Regions from separate parts of the Zea mays genome. Here region 1 is linked to region 2. The links are chromatin contacts, called in public Hi-C maps. All regions are on one chromosome and are shown on one strand. Each heading gives the region's core, a stretch centred on a gene start, on an enhancer-like site or on the middle of the called end of the contact. The rest is flanking DNA. Distances are from core to core; before and after follow the strand shown.

Region 1 (2,746 bases), core at 90-2,589, 75 kb before region 2:
GGCAGGAAGGCAGACGAGCGGGCGTGGTGTGGTTGTGTTAATTTTTAGCACCCACTAACCGCGTAAACCTTTCAGCTGCTTGTCTCTTCGTCAGCTGCATGCGAGACCGTTGTCCTTCAGCTGCCCGTCTCTTGGTGTGTTGCGTGCAGACTCTTCTCCTTCAGCTTCCCTCTGCGAGAGGTTAAATAGAGGAGAACCCCTGGCACTTGACACACACGAGAACAGAACATTCCAGAGTCACAGTCCAGCCGCAAGTGAGGGTGTTTCCATCTCGTAGCTCTGCACGCACAGAGAGGCGAGAGGGCAGGTGCCTCCGGAGCCCTTGCCGTTCGAGACCCTGCTCGGGGGATCGGCAATTAGGTTTTTGGGGAGCGTCTAAGCGACTGCCCAACGTTGTCTTCATCGCTGGTTCCTGGCGTCTTCATCTCGTACGACATGACAAGTGAAGTTGGACAGGGATCTAGATCCTCGGAGCGCATGGGAGGGTATGATCAATTCATCTCCTTACTGTTTTACATTCTGCAGATAATATATGTTACATATGTTCATACCTGTTGTTTCATATATAGCCATAAATTTATCCAATCTGTTTTGTCGTATTATATCATGACATGTCTGATGCCTGTTCATACTAGTAATATGATAAATCTGTTTGTCTTAATTTTATAGTCATGCTGTTTATGTTGTTGTCTGTTTATTCTCAATTGTTCTGACTGTTTATATGCTTATTATATTTATATGATTTATATGTTTTATGTTCTCATGATCCATATTGTTATGGATATATTTAAGATCGCGATTTCTATGATTAAACATATTTTATATGTCATCATCATAATGTTAATTTATGGAATTAAAATGATATGGAAAATGCCTATATTTTTAACACCTTTGTGGCTGAGTTTTTATAGTGTGTTTTTGTTGCTTTTGGAGTTTACCGTATATAATTTTAGCACAAACAAGAAAACTTGCTAGCTTATATATTCAAGGGTAAAGATGAAGCACGCTTTGCTTGTTTGGGACAGCTTTTTTTTCTAAAAAGCTTTTCTGACAATTTGGATTCACGTAGAATCTAACTGTCACGAGAACCGCTTGTGTACAGCGGACTGCACGGTTTAGAGTTTAGAAAACTATATATTCCTTGCGTCGTCATGACCCGGCGAATCATGCATTCATGGCTGAAAAGCGAAACGGCTGAAAAGCGAAAGTTTGACTGGCAAAAGCTGATCTAACTATCAGAATCTGGCCATAAGCCGAAATAAATAGGGCCGTTGTTAGCACATCAACTTACTTGCAGCTTGGGCCAGAACATCGGCAAACGCTCAAGGAAGCAGAATGATCGCGTCTTTGGGCTGGACTGGGTCCGTGTGCTATCGGTGAAGTGAGCGTAGCCCAGTCCGTGACGCGAGGATATCGAACATGGAACCCAGAATTACTCTAGGCATTCATAGTCCGATCTCCCCACTCTCTGCTGCCTATCCCAGATTTTTCCTCCAATCTTCCATTCTTCCTATCCTTGGTCCATGCTAGTTGCTAACGTTTTTGTGGGCTGAGAGGTAACGGAAGTCCAAAAATCACAGATGGGCAGACTAGGGGACTGAAATCTGACGTAGGGCATATTTGCGAGCAAGAGGAATTGGAAGGATTAGAGCTGATTTGGATTAGGGCTGATTTGTTGACCAGTGATTACGGGGATTGGATAGGATTAAGAAGGAAATTAGTTTATTTCTTCCTCAATCCTCCGTGACCTCTTGTCACCAAATCAACTATTAGAGTTTGTTCGGTTGCGTCTGGATTAAAGAGGATTCGAGGAGATTAAATCTCTCTCTAGTCATAATTGATTAGAAGGGGATTTAATCCTCTCCACTCTCATTCGATTTAGACGCAACTAAGACCTAAGGACATGTTTGGTGATAAGGGATCACGAGGGGATCCATGTGATAATAATCCCCTTGCTATTCAAAATTGAATAGCAAAGGAATTCCTCTCCTATGGATTTCTTCGTGATCCCTAGTCACTAAATCAGCCCTAAACTAGTTTGAAAACGCAAATCCCCTTTAGGATTGAAGAGGATTGGAGATGAAATTGGTTCATTTCTATCTCAATCTCCTCCAATTCAGAAGGTGATTTAAGGTTCCCAAACTAGCCTAAAGGGGCTACCCCTTGCCCCTAAACAAATCCATCGAAGAAAAGGTGTTTCAATAGGCTAAATGAAAAACCATTGTTTTCAACAAAAAGAGAGAGATTAATAAAAAGAGAAAGACCCTGAGCATAGGTCTGCTAAAAACAATCCAAACAAAAAACATAAAAAGAATCAATGGGGTAATGAAAATGTCTTAGTCCACGTTTGCTAGAAACCAAACAAATTTCATAAAAAATATATATGTCACACCCGAATTTAATAACAAATCCAGATACATTTCAAATGTGTGCTAGGATTAAGTCTCACAAATATGATGACTCAGTATACAGAAAACAATGTCACATCTTTATTATTTAATATAAGTTTTGTACAAAATAACTAAATAGAATATACCATATGTCGGCAACAATCATCCACCATCTTAGTTGACTAGGAGACCACGGTCTAGACTTTTTCGAACTTATCGCAACATCTTTCATGCTCCTCCTGCGGTACCTATTCTTGAAATGGTATGATTATAGTAATGATAAACTCTCATACGGTCATTGCTCAGCAAATGCGGGGAATAATGTATATGAGCTCACTTACGGTGTTCGGCTCATG
Region 2 (2,700 bases), core at 9-2,508:
TGTGACTCGTGAGCAGTCAGGTTCCGTCGTATTCTACAAGGAGAAAGCCTCTTAGTTTGATGAAGTGCTGGAAAGGTATCGTTTTATTGTTAGTTTGATGTAGTGCTGGAAAAAATGTTACTGAATTTGCATTAAAACCGTCTGTTTGCTCGACTTTAATCTAAAATGATTTCTATTATTCTTACGGAGTTCGAACGTCTAACTTTAATCTTAAACCCTAAACTATATAAACTATATAAAGAATAATCTTATTGCCTTCACTTTTACGTTGGATTTAGCCGACATAATTCTAGTGCGCACGCCGCACGGCAATTCCGATCCGGTGGACCCGGTCGGGCCCGACTTGGATTGCGATTTGCGCACACTAATCGACCTCACCAATCAATGGCCCCGAACATGGGCAAAGCAAGCGACGGCCACCAAGCAAGCAAAAAAGCAATCAGAGGTACGCTCAGAGAGCAAACGAAGAAGCAATTCAAATTAAAAAAAATATGGAATGAGCGCGATTGATATTTGATCGATACTGATGGCCGCAAGCAAGATTACACAAGTCATGATTGATTACAAGCAGACGTCCAGACCATAATCAATGATTTCGTCCATACTGGCAGCAAATCCGAGGAGGAGGGCAGAGAGAGAGAGAGAGCGAAAAGGAACAAAGAAAAAAAAACAGATCTTGATCTGGATCACGGCGGCGGCGCAACCTACTACTCCGTATATCGCATCCTGCTCCGGGCGGCTACTAGCCCGCGTAGACGTGGATGCCGATGGCGATGAGGAAGATGGTGATGAGCGCGAAGTAGAGGACGGCGTGGACGAGGATGGCCAGGCCGCTGGTGTGCATGCTGCCGAACTCTGCGACGCGGCCCCGGCCCGGCAGCGTGCAGAGCAGCCCCGGCGTGAGGACCACGAACAGCACCGTCGCTACGATCACGGGGCCCCAGTCCGCCATCGGGGAGACCTCTCTGATTCCCCTCCTCCCTCTTCCTTCCTTCGCCTCGCTACCGGAGCTCTCCACTCTCCAGTGAAGAAGCTCCCCCAAATCCACACGCTCTCTCTGTCTCTCTTGGAAATTGGAATGAGGAGCGCCGCAGTGGCAGGCTTTTTAGAGGGGTAAAGAAAGCGAGGCGGGCCCCACGCGTCATTGGCAGGGGCAGGAGCCTGCGTGGTCCAGCCTCTCTCCGTGGTCCGGGCGGGGGCAAGGAATCCAACCGTTGCTTGCTGGCTTGCTGCTTTGCTTGCACATTGGAGTACTGGAGTCTGGTGTGCGACCGTGCGTGAGAGAGGGAGGCGACGCAACGGATCTACGCGGGCCCCAGCGGCGCACGGGTCCGTGCCGGAGCAGCAGGGAATCGGGAGGCCTGCTGGGCTTGGGCCCTTCAAGGGTCCAGCAGAATTTGTACACTGGCAGCCGGCTCCGCTCCATCCTTTGTTTATTTTTTTTTCAAAACAAAAACACAGCAAGCGTCAGTTTTTCATTTGGATTAAAATCGATGCAAAAAGAACCGATTCAAGTTAATGAAACAAGGGAAGCAAACATGCCCACCGTACCGCCAAATTAATCAAGAGTCAGCAACCATCCCTTTCTCTCTCACCCCATCCTCATCCCGATGCTTTTCCTCCTCCGATTCCCCTGCTCGCTTTCTCACTCTTTGGCGTCGATTGGTTCAGCCAGGCATGGGTATCTCGTCGACGTCTCATTCCTCCATGAATCTCCCTCTTTTCCGCTCCATTATTATTGCCCCAGTTTCCCTCTCCCTCCTGCTGCTCCTGCAGTCCTGCTCCACAAAATGCAAGCGCGCACACACGTAGTATGCATCGCGGCAATACACACACCCACGCGCACGCAGCAGTACAATACAAGCCTAGCACTACCTAGTCTAGACTAGTTTTTAGGACCGGCCGGGATGCTGGACTGGGCGCCCGTGGTGGTGGGCGTCGTGCTCTTCGTGCTCCTCTCGCCGGGCCTGCTCATCGAGCTCCCCGGCATGCACCGCTGGGTCGACTTCGGCAGCCTCCGCGTCACCGGCAAGGCCGCCACCGTCCACACCATCATCTTCTTCGTCCTCTTCCTCATTGTCACCATGGCGTGCAAACTCCACATCTACACCGGCGCCTAGCTGCTGTACCTCAGCTCGCTACCTGTGGGCGACTAGCTGAGCTCCCTAGCTAATCTTCACCGCACGCACCGTACGTACCTGTTCGTCGTCGTCTATTCGTCAACCCGTTGTTTTGTATTATATGCTCTCTCTCGTCATATATATCACACGGTCGATCGCCCGGCCATTTCATAGGCTGTACCTGTATTCCTACTTTAACAAGGGTATACTTGTATACGTACGTGATCTTGTTTTAGCATCATCCTGATGCTTCAAAATCTGTCTCGATCGTTGGTCTACTTTTCAATTTTCAACTCATGGATTCACTTTATTTAAGATACATTTGTTATGGATTCAGGTTCTGCTAGAAAACGTTTCAGAATTATATTCTCTTGTTAGTTATTACTATAGTTTAGTTTGGTTATTACGAAAATTAACACATACACTAAACTTACCATAATCTTTTTTCTCCACCAGCACAATGTTAAAAACCCAATATGCATATCTGCAAGACCCAATAAAATTAGCCTCTAAAAGTCGATGGATTTCGGCCTTAATCCTAGAGAGTAAGTCTCGACAAAACAGTCTTGAACTTTGCTTG

What was found. A called contact is a pair of places that touch in the nucleus more often than the background predicts.
Region 1: a contact with region 2 is called in a Hi-C map of leaf, with 2.3 times the contacts expected there. The contact joins the enhancer-like site here to the promoter of LOC100193640 in region 2. A contact is called at or near these places in 5 of 25 Hi-C or Micro-C datasets (ear, leaf and tassel).

What each region holds. Positions count from the first base shown.
Region 1 is chr2:72,930,069-72,932,814 of Zm-B73-REFERENCE-NAM-5.0, reverse strand. No RefSeq gene overlaps it. Among protein-coding and RNA genes, the nearest start is that of LOC100193640, 75 kb to the right of the region's middle. Within about 2 kb of position 1,339, at least 16 of the 20 cell types and tissues checked have an H3K27ac peak or open chromatin away from gene starts, as enhancers often do. A contact at or near this core is called in ear, leaf and tassel, where this site is marked.
Region 2 is chr2:72,855,167-72,857,866 of Zm-B73-REFERENCE-NAM-5.0, reverse strand. LOC100193640 reads right to left here and starts at 1,258. Exons shown (of 1, transcript XM_020548334.3): 1 at 481-1,258. The coding sequence starts at 952. The coding sequence ends at 743. It overlaps LOC100275333, which reads left to right and starts at 1,648. Exons shown (of 1, transcript NM_001364363.1): 1 at 1,648-2,377. The coding sequence starts at 1,908. The coding sequence ends at 2,120.